2 separate regions of the Bos taurus genome follow, and region 1 is linked to region 2. The links are chromatin contacts, called in public Hi-C maps. All regions are on one chromosome and are shown on one strand. The core of a region is the stretch at or near the end of the contact, and the rest is flanking DNA. Distances in the headings are between cores, read along the strand shown.

Region 1 (5,418 bases), core at 914-3,413, 78 kb before region 2:
GGAGGACAGTGTTTGGATACATGTTTTATTATCTGTTTTTTGAAAAATAGACATTGAAACAGATGTTGTTCATGCCTTTAACCATGGGAGCCCCGAGCAGCTCATGATCTCCAGGGTTTGTGGACCTTCCCAAGGAGATGCCAGTTCAGAGGAGTTTGGCCAAAAGCCTGACCCCTGGGCACCTGAGCAGCTTGGCTCAATTGAACTCAGCTCTTCTCTATCTGTGGCCACCATCACAAGTGATTCATTTGCATTATTCCTCGGCAGGTACGTCTACCCGTTAGATTCCTCGACCTGGATTGAATATTGGCCTACAGACTCCAGGTGTCCATCGTGCCAGAGATTTTTAGCGAATCTAGATGAGTTTACTGAAGACATCTTTTTAAATGGCTGTGAAAACGCCTAAAGGTCAGCTGCATCCAGTTTGCACTATGGACTCCTGTTGTTGAAGTTTCTTCTTTTTTTTCCCCAACATTCACAGCTGGTCTTATTTGGAAAGTTCATTCTACTTAGAATGGGGGACACTTGCTTTTATTAGAGAACAATTTAAGAGCAGTAACTCTCCGAAACAGCATGTCCTTCAGGGGGCCTGGAGACAGACACTCTTTCCAAGGTTACTGGACACCAGAAGCAATAAATCGGAACCCTCCTGAAACCTACCGCTCAGGAATGCTTGCCGGGGACAAAGAATAGCCCCACTGAAATGTAGTTTCTTACAAAAACATGGCCTTTGCTTGAAAGAAAATACCATGGAACAGAAAACCGATCATTAAAGCCTGACTTTGCTTTCAAAATGTGCGAAAAAGCGTGTTATTTTATGCTAGGTCAGCAGCAGCTGCACAAAGACAGGCAAATTGAGAAAGGTGCAGAAGGCCGCCCCTCAAAGCCCTCAGCAACCTGAGAAGGTAGGAGCCTTGTCCTGGCCGCCTCCCTTCCTGTTGCCTCTCTGTACCCCCATGCGGATGCCCTACTCCCCTCCCCACCCTCCCAGCGCCTACTCCTTCCCCCTGGAACTTGCTCTCCTGGAAGGCAGGCCCCCGGGCAGCCACCTGTTGAGGAGAAACCTAGTGGAAATCCAGACACCTCTGCTCTTGCTCCAGCCAGGTCTCTGAGCCTCCCTTCCGGATTTATTAATGAGGATTTCTAACAGCAGGCTCGTTTGTAAGTGATACTCTACAGCACTTTAGATCTTATGGAAGAGTGCTCATATTTATTCCCATTTAATGTCTCCAGAATCTCATGGAGTACGAGAATTATTATTGCCCCCATTCCAAGAAGACTTGGAGGCTAAGGACCCAAAGGGCTTTGAGGATGAGGAATTTGAGGCTCAGAAAAGGAAGCAATTTGCCCAGCCTAGTAAGGGCGAGAGTGGGAGACCAAACCCCAAGGCTTGCTCACAGTCCAAACACCTCCCTCTTCCACTTCACTGCCCCATCCCATCGCTTGTCAGGTTTGATTTCCTAAGAGCAAGGCAGGACGCAGGTGGAGTGTCTTTCTTCCTTAGCTATAGTTTAACCAGCCCCGCTGAAGTGTCACAAGGAAACAAACCCTGGATGGAATGGCAGCAGTGACTGAAATGCATCCCGTTTTTGAGAAACCCGCGCCTTACCAGTTAGCCTCACGAAGCTACACAAGGCCTTGCACTGTGCCTCGTAAGTTAAACTAAGATTTTCCAGCTTCAAGGAACTAAGGATTTATTTTTGTAAATGTCAGAACTCACGTTGAAGGCACTCCCTTGGCAAAAACAACCCTTGTGTCCAATATGCCCCAACTCGCTGCCAACAAGGGGTGAGGGGCCCCCAGAGCAGGTCTGCGGCGCCTCCGGTCACCTTCTTGCTGAAGGCCGGGCGGCAGGACCTCTGCAGTAACCTCCCCGCGGCCCCAGCATCTCCGCCTTCTCCTTGAGCACTGTTTCAAGTAGGTCGTCCACGGCAGCCTTAATTAACTCACAAAGCAGCTGAACTTCCAAACTTCAAAGCAGGCCTTTGTGAGTGAGCCTGGCTCCGCTGAAGAACCCACCAGCCCCTCTTCAGCAAACTCCTAAGGACTTAGACATACGTCCTGTTGGAGGCTTTTGTGGCCCTTCTCACAGCTGGGGCCCCTCCTCAACCCTGTACTCCTCTGCTCAGGCTCTTGCAGTTATTTGCTTGCTCGGTGTGCAGCCAGCCTCCTGGCCTCGCTGTTAGCTCCAGGTGGGCAAAGTCTGGGTCCTCTCTCTCCTGCTGTGTCCTGTGCCTGGCTTACCGCCAACACATTCCAGGAACTCAACAGCTGCTGCTGCTGCTGCTGCTCAGTCGCTTCAGTCATGTCCGACTCTGTGCGACCCCAGAGACGGCAGCCCACCGGGCTCCCCCGTCCCTGGGATTCTCCAGGCAAGAACACTGGAGTGGGGTGCCATTGCCTTCTCTGCAACAAGTGCTGGCGGATTCTAACCCTGGCAGGGGTTTGGGACAAGCCTCTTCATCTTTTGGATGGCCTGTGCATCAGGGGAGTCAAACACCTTAATGCCTCTTTTATCTAGAGCCCCAAGAAGAAACGCTATCATCTTTTGTTATGAAACGGAAGACAAGACCATGGCATGTCAGCGTCCACATGTCAGGCATGTATGTCTTCCTGTAAATGTAAAGGGAGCTCAGAGAAGTGAGTGAGCATATGAGTTGGAGGAACTTCCAGAGGCTTTCTGGAGGACTTTTGGAAAGGTAGAGAGAGACATAGTGTATTAGAAGCTGGTAAGAGGTATGCATGGGAAATAGATGGGGAAACAGTGTCAGACGTTATTTTTCTGGGCTCCAAAATCACTGCAGATGGTGACTGCAGCCATGAAATTAAAAGACTCTTTCTCCTTGGAAGGAAAGTTATAACCAACCTAGATAGCATATTGAAAAGCAGAGACATTACTTTGCCAACAAAGGTCCATCTAGTCAAGGCTATGGTTTTTCCTGTGGTCATGTATGGATGTGAGAGTTGGACTGTGAAGAAGGCTGAGCACCAAAGAATTGATGCTTTTGAACTGTGGTGTTGGAGAAGACTCTTGAGAGTCCCTTGGACTGCAAGGAGATCCAACCAGTCCATTCTGAAGATCAGTCCTGGGTGTTCTTTGGAAGGACTGATGCTGAAGCTGAAACTCCAGTACTTTGGCCACCTCATGCAAAGAGCTGACTCATTGGAAAAGACCCTGATGCTGGGAGGGATTGGGGGCAGGAGGAGAAGGGGACGACAGAGGATGAGATGGCTGGATGGCATCACTGACTTGATGGACGTGAGTCTGAGTGAACTCTGGGAGTTGGTGATGGACAGGGAGGCCTGGCATGCTGCGATTCATGGGGTCGCAGGGAGTCGGACACGACTGAGTGACTGAGCTGAACTGAAGAGGTATGCTGCTGTTCTGCTGCTACGTCATGTTCAACTCTTTGCAACCGCATGGACTGCAGCCTGCCAGGCTCCTCTGTCTGTGGGACTTCCCAGGCAAGAATACCCCAATGGCTCAGCAGATAAAGAATCCACCTGCAATGCAGGAGACACAGGAGATGTGAGTTTGATCCCTGAGTCAGAAAGATCCCCTGGAGAAGGAAATGGCGACCCACTGCAGTATTCTTGCCTGGAAAATTCCACAGAGGAGCCTGAAGGTCTACAGTCCACGGGGTCACAAAGAGTCAGACACGACGGAGCATACGGCACATGGAGAGACATGGGGGACTTTTCTGGTTAAAGGAAAAAGCATAAGGCAGTCTTCCACTAGGGGTAGGCAAGACAATTTAGGTGGTAAACAGCTATATGCTTATTTTAACATGTGTTAGAAAAAAATATACAACTAGCACATCAAAGCCATGATATAAAATTTTCTTTGAAAATAAATGTATTTGTCAAAAAGTCTATTTAAGGAAAAGTTTTTAAGTAAATAAAAGTCTAGGTTGTTCCTAGGGCAAAAATCATGAGGTTGGCACGCATACACTTGAAGTTTAGGAAACCCTGTCTTAAGAAAATATGTGGAACTGACAACCCGCCAAGCTTAAAGCGGGCAGCCTGACTCCTGATTTCCCGGGGAGGGATCTAAGCCAAAGTCATGCTCAGTTTTACTTTCCAGCCCTTGTGATGCTAATTTATTCAGCAACATCTAGAAAAATATGTACTGACTGGTCGTCGAAGGTTGGGCTCCAGCTCCCTAGATCCTTGCCCTTGTGGAACTTGGATTCCAATGAGAGGAGGTGCATGGCAAATAATGATCAGTCATTAGGGGACTGAGTTTGAATATCAGGTGATAAAAGAGCTGTGAGAAAAAGAAAAAGCAGAGCAGAGCAAAGGAGCCTGGGAGCGGTGGAGAGAGGGGCTGCGTCGTAGTAGAGCAGTGAGGTCAGGGTGGGCTTCAGTGAGCAGTGAGACTCAAGCAAGGTGAAAGAGGGAGCCACGTGGTGATCTGAAGACTGAGTGTTCCAGGCAGAGGGAACATGCCTGAGCCTGAGGCAGGAGCTCGGCCGGGGTGCTCCGGGGAGAGCAGGGAGGCCAACGTAGCAGGAGCAGATGAGGCAGAGGTGAGGCTGGTGGAGCTGAGGTCAGAGAGATCACAGGGACAAGAGCATGCTGGTCACGGATGGGGTGCTGCTAATCTTACGCAGAGGGCAGGGTTTGGAGCAGAGCAGTGACGTGGTCTGTCTTATCTGTTAGAAGGACAACGGTAACTGCAGCATTGAAAATGAGGCGATGGTAAAAACTGACCAGCTAGGCTACTGCTGAAAACCAGGCAGAAGCTGATGGTGATTAAACAAAGCTGAGTTTCCAGAGCTTCTCAAAAGATGTTAGAAAGAGCTTGTTCTAGGATTTGGGCTTGTGCTGGATTATTTGGGGAGGGCTCAGGGACTTGGCTCCGGGTTGGATGCCGCCGGCAAGCAGGGGTAATCCTGTGATTGGGGGGCACTGGTTGTTGTCTAATTAGGAGGAAAAGAAGGAGCAGTCACCCTTATGTAAGACGGGAAAGGGGGATATTTGGTCACTTTTCGTGATTTGGATTACGTGCTTGTTTTATCCTCTGCTCAAACATGATTAAGGAGCAGTCTTTTTTTGTGTGAAGATTCATTTGGTCTGATGCTGATGTTCTGTGACATCAGACTCTGAGGACCAGGCCGGGTCCAAAGGACACCAGGGCCCAGCTGTCAGGGCGGCTCTTCCCTTTCAGACCCTTCTTCCTAGAAAATGCACACGCAGGCTCCCTGGCAGTCCAGTGGGTAGGATTTCACCTTCCACTGCAGGGGGCATGGGTTTGATCCCTGGACTGGGAACTAAGATCACGCATGCGGCAAGGTGCAGCCAAAAACAATTTCTTTAAGATGCATGTGTACGCATAGTACACAAATCCGCATGCTATTTCTGAGGCCCCTGCAAGTCCATGCATTGACCTCGTGACTGAAAACCTCTGTCTCAGAG
Region 2 (5,611 bases), core at 193-2,692:
GCCCTGCGTGCCCCGGGGCCCTTGACATGCACACACATGTGCTCTGTTTCCTATACTCACTGCCACAAAGCTGTAGACATCAAACACCGTCTCACAGGAGCACACACGCACTCACACGGAAAAACACACGACTGTCTCCCTGTAATCTACAGGTAATCATAACACCAGGTGCCCAGCGCCTGGGCAGAGAAGGAGGGGACTGGAATAGTGGGTGCAGGGAGCAGAGGGGGCTGTGCTTAGTGGAGAGTGTGGAGCCGCCTGGAGCCAGGTGAGCCCAGATTGAGGAGGAGGGGGCCTTGGGGTGGGGGACTTTGAATGCCACTGAAGGCTTTGGGGAACCACAGAAGGTTTCTGGGAGAAGAAGATGGGAATTGTTGGCCCTGGTGAGGAGTCTGGTGGGGAGGCAGGAAGACAGGGAGTGGCCTGTTTAGGGCTGTGCCTAGGTGGTACCATTCTGCATCCCAGGTGCCCAGCAGCTGAGTGAGCATGAAACAGTTATTGAATGAATGGCCCAGGCAAGATGAGGCCTGAACTCAGACCAGGCCAGGGAGATGGACAAGAGGAAGCCAAAAATCACTGTGCTTGAAGTTGGCTGCTTGTGGCAGGCACCTCATCGGTTGGAGAAGTCAAAGATGCTGGGGTGTTCTGGGGACCAGAGCAGTACCGCTAGCAGGAAGTGGGAGAGCAGCAGGAGCAGTGGGTTTCACAGGACGGTGAGAGACAGATGTAGAGAGGCTGGCATGGCGATGACTTCACTGCTTGGAGCCAATTTGCATCTGAGTAAAAGCATAAGTGAGTTTAAATGTCCCAGAATTGGTTTCCATTAAATCATCCCATAACTGAGAACAGAAAAGGAGATTACAGAAGACCCAGATGGCCAAGTCTATACCAGTTCATAAGCCACCAGGAGTTTTCCTTTCTAGGTGAGTTTTCTCCAGCCAGCTCTCGGGAGGGAGCAGGGGTCTGAAAACCCCCCCACTGCTGTGCTGGAGAAGGCCCTCCACTCAGAAAACACAGGGTGTGTTTGCTTTAGGGATAAAACCTCTGGCTCCAAAGCCACGGGGTATGGTTCAGATCTGCCTCATACACACCTGGGCAGGGGGATTTTGCTCTGTGGTTGGCTGAAAGAGCCGTTCTCTGTACAAGGTTGCGTGGTAGGGGTGGAGCAAGTGCAGAGTAGCTAATCGGCTCACCTGGTTAAGGACCATGGCTCTGCCTCTGAACCCAGAGCCGCTTCCCCTTGCCAGACTTCAGTTTCCTGACCTGTAAAATGGGAATAACAGTGACAACCTCACAGGTTGTCACGAGAATCCAGCGAGATGATAAAAGCATCTGGCACAGCACAGGTTACATAAATGGTAGCTGCTTTCCTCTCTCCCCTGTCTCCTGAAGTAAGGAGTAAAAACCCTGTTCCTTTCTCTTCCAGTGTCAGTGGAAGCTGATGGAGAATCGAGCTCTGGACCCAGGGACTCGGGACTCCTATGGTGCCACCAGCCACCTCCCTAACAAGGGGGCCCTGGCAAAAGCCAAGAACAACTTCAAAGACCTGATGTCCAAGCTGACGGAGGGCCAGTATGTGCTGTGCCGGTGGACAGATGGACTGTATTATCTCGGAAAGATCAAGAGGGTAAACCCTTCCTCCCTGGCCCCAGTTCCCCAGGCTCAGCATCTCTCTGCTCATTCCTGGTGCCAGCCTCAGACCAGGGGTGGAGGATGGGAGATTGCTGGCAGATTCCTGCTGTGCCCTCCTGCTCCAAAGCTGAAAGGGGAAGGAGGTGGAGCCTGCAAAAGCAGGTGCCATCCTTAGGGCACCTAAGGACATCTTTAGACAAGTGCTCTGTGAGCCTACAAAACAAAACAAAATCAGGTTGGAGAGATCATCTGGCCTCGGTATTCCCACCAAGTTGCCGTCACCTAGCCCCTCGCTGCCCAATTCCAGGGAGTGGGCGTGCACAGCCTTCAGGACCGCCGTTCTCCTTCTGGCCTGGCTCTACTTTTTGGAGCACAGAGTGACTCTTTGTGACCCCATGGACTATTCCAGTCCGTGGAATTCTCTAGGCCAGAATACTGGAGTGGGTTGCCATGCCCTCCTTCAGGGGCTCTTCCCAACCCAGGGATCGAACCCAGGTCTCCTGCATTGCAGGCGGATTCTTGGAGCACAAGGAGGGAGTCTGATCTCTCTGCCCTGTGGGGGCAGAGATGGGAGAGGAAGACCATGTTCAAGTGGCTTTTCCCCAGCTACCGTCTCACCCTGCTCCTCCCTTTCTCTGCTCCAGGTCAGCAGTTCTAAGCAGAGCTGCCTCGTAACTTTTGAAGATAATTCCAAATACTGGGTCTTATGGAAGGACATACAGCATGGTGAGTATTGCTGTGACTCCTCACCCCTGCCCCACTCTCCTCTTCTGCCTCCATTTTCTTCCTGCTCTCCTTCTGTCTCGTAACTTCCGGCATCTGGCCGTGTCCTTGGAGATTACCAGTTGTACGTTTACACGAGAACTCATTTATGACACCTGTCATCCTCTTGAGCATTCATCCCTCACGAGGGAGGCAGGCAGATGGAGAAGGCAGCTTGAGGAGGGGTGGGAGCAGGGTTGTGTCCCAGGCCTGTGTGTATTTCCCGGCTGCCCAAAGCTCTGGGTCCCTCTGGGGCTAGGAACAGAAGGGGCCCAGGCAATCGGAATTGAAACCTTTCGGTGTAAGCACAGTGTCCTCTATCAGCATGTTAAAAAACGAGGAGGCAGCTCTCTCCATGGGGGAGAGACCCACCAAGCCTGGAGCAGGCAGCGTGATGATGACGTAGCGGGATGGAGCTGGGCCCGTTTCCAGGGCTGAAAGGGAGCTGGGTTGGGTATCATCCCTGCCCTCAGACGGCTGACACTGTCTTACAGAGATGACGAACTGGGGGCATTCTTGCCACCGTTCTCCCCTGCCACGTGCGTGACAGACGTCACTGATCAATCAGAGCACTCATTTTCAACACGGAGCACCAGGCAGCCACTCCCAATGAGTTACCGTGTGAGAACAGACCTTTTTACCATTTATGCTCTAACAGGAGGACTGACATGGTGGTATGTGAGGAAGAGACAGGGTTTGGAGCCCGCCTTGGACCAGGCTTCCCCGATGGCTCAGCAGTAAGGAATCCATCTGCAATGCAGGAGACACAGGCCATACGAGTTTGATCCCTAGGTCAGGACGATCCCCTGGAGAAGGGAACGGCAACCTGCTCCAGTATTCTTGCCTGGGAAATCCCATGGACAGAGGAGCCTGGCAGGCTGCAGCCCATGGGGTCTCAGAGTCGGACACGACTTAGCAACTACAGCACCACCAGTGGTGTGGAGTTACAGGGAGTCAGTTTCTGAAGAATCTCTTACCTTGAGAGATGATTTCAGGAGCTTGCCAAGCAAAGACCACAGGACCCAGCCAGTTAGAAGAGTTTCCAGGGTGCCTTTTTCTCCAAGATGTTGTGGCTAATGCAGACTGATGCTTCTCCAGGCCCTTCTCACCCTAAATGTACTGTTTCAAGATCCAAAGCAATGAGGGGCTCCTCTCCTGGGCTGCCTGCTTATCGAAAGCAGAAGGAGCCAGCTGATGAGGAAAGACAGTTCACCTTAGCAAACCGTGAGTGTGCCGGGCACCAAGAAGGTGCGGCAGTGCTCAGCGGAGGAGCTGCGTGGACCCCAGATCACTGCTCCTCACGGAGGTCGGGCCCTCTGCGTCCACCCGGTGAGAGCACAAGGCTGAGCTTGCTGTAGGTGCCGACCCACGGCTTCATTAAGCCAGTGGAGACTTGCTGAGACCACGGTGCTCTTGATGCTCTTAAGAAATATAACTGCTGTCAACTGGCAAAAGGTCATTTAGTATCTAATAAGTAGTAAAGGAATGGAGAGTAACACAGTTACTATAATAAGCCAACCTGTTATTTCCTTTTCTAATCATATGAATGCGAGTTTACATGAATTCCTAAGATTCAAACTTTTCATTTTTTAAGTAACTGCTATATTTTCCTGGGATCATATTCAGGAATAAGAGGCAAGAGACCATTTATTCAACAAACAGGTCATGAACACATGTGATGTGCCACACCCACGTGAGGTCCTGGGGACATAGATGAACAGATACCTTTTGTGTCCTTACGGAACTTTCCATCTGCTGAGGGAAATGAGACTGAAACACACATGAAAACATACTTTATTCATTCAAACCCTTCACACACAAACACATGTTTATTCTTCAACAGCAATTGAACAAACTTAAAATTGTTATGGACCATTGAGACAGTTTGAAATGTGAACGCTGAATTTGTTGATGATACTAAGAAATTATTTTTAATATTTGGGTTCCATAAAGGTACTAGTTTTTTTTTTTTCTTTAGGAGAGTATAATCTTTCAGAGATGCCTACTGAAATATTTATGGAAATGATTGGGTATTTGGGGCTTGATTCACAACAAAACAGGAGGGGTAGTGGGTGGGAATATAGTCAAAACAAGACTGGCTGTGAATTCGTGACTGTTGATAAGAACATGGAGTTTCGTTATAACTTTATTATTATGCAATAATAAAAAATGTTTAAAAGTTATTTAACATAAAAACTTTAACAAGTCAAGTTAAATTAAGCAGGAGAGGCAGAATGGTATTGTCAAAAGAACAAATGATTTGGGGGACTTCCCTGGCGGTCCGGTGGCTAAGACTCTGTGCTCCCAATGCAGGGGGCCCAGGTTCAATCCCTGGTCGGGGAACTAGATCTGACATGCCTCAACTAAAAGAGAACCTTTGCCACAATGAGTATTAAAAAATCCTACATGCTGCAACTAAGACCCTGCATATCCAAATAAATAAATACTAAAAAAAAGAAAAATTATTTGGGACTTCCCTAGTGGTCTAGTTAGGAGCATCCCCTGGTGCCTCAGACAGTAAAGCGTCTGCCTGCAATGCAGGAAACCCGGGTTCGATTCCTGAGTTAGGAAGATCCCCTGGAGAAGGAAATGGCAATCCACTCCAGCACTCTTGCCTGGAAAATCCCATGGACGGAGGAGTCTGATAGGCTACAGTCCATGGGGTCGCAAAGAGTCGTACACGACTGAGCGACTTCACTTTAGTGGTCCAGTGGTTAACACTCTGGGCTTTCAATGCAGGGGGTGTGGGTTCAATCCCTGGCTGGGGAACTAAGATCCTGCATGCCTTGAGGTGTGGCCAAAACAAAACAAAAATCAAACAAGTTGATGTCAAACAGTGGTGGATTTGAATCCCCCTTCTGCTTTCTAGCTGAGCAAGGGACTTAACCGCTCTGAGCCTCAGTTTTCCCCATCTTTAGAATGGGGTGCTGGTCACAGGCAGCTCAGCATGGTTGGAGAGGCTCAGTGAGTCGGCCTCTGGAGCCCAACACTCAGACCCAGAGGCGCGGCGCCTGGTTTTAAGACCGTGGGTCATTCCCATGAACCCAAGCTGACCACGCAGGGTGCCTTTCTTCCAGCTGGTGTTCCAGGGGAGGAGCCCAAGTGCAACATCTGCCTGGGGAAGACATCAGGGCCCCTGAACGAGATCCTCATCTGTGGGAAGTGCGGCCTGGGTAAGTGTGACCAGACCTGGGGGTCCCCGGCCCCCACTGGCTCG

What was found. Hi-C and Micro-C count contacts between places; a contact is called where the count stands out from the background.
Region 1: a Hi-C map of liver shows a contact between it and region 2, with 4 times the contacts expected there. The contact joins the enhancer-like site here to the promoter of PHF19 in region 2. A contact is called at or near these places in 5 of 11 Hi-C or Micro-C datasets (8-cell embryo, blastocyst, liver and 2 more).

Annotation. Positions count from the first base shown.
Region 1 is chr8:110,333,811-110,339,228 of ARS-UCD2.0, reverse strand. It overlaps C5 (complement C5), which reads left to right. Exons shown (of 41, transcript NM_001166616.1): 41 at 268-795. The coding sequence ends at 406. Among named protein-coding and RNA genes, the nearest start is that of TRAF1, 23 kb to the right of the region's middle. Within about 2 kb of position 2,163, at least 5 of the 102 cell types and tissues checked have an H3K27ac peak or open chromatin away from gene starts, as enhancers often do. A contact at or near this core is called in liver, where this site is marked.
Region 2 is chr8:110,255,016-110,260,626 of ARS-UCD2.0, reverse strand. It overlaps PHF19 (PHD finger protein 19), which reads left to right and starts at 1,442. Exons shown (of 14, transcript NM_001192715.2): 1 at 1,442-1,627; 2 at 2,277-2,358; 3 at 5,472-5,567. The coding sequence starts at 1,442.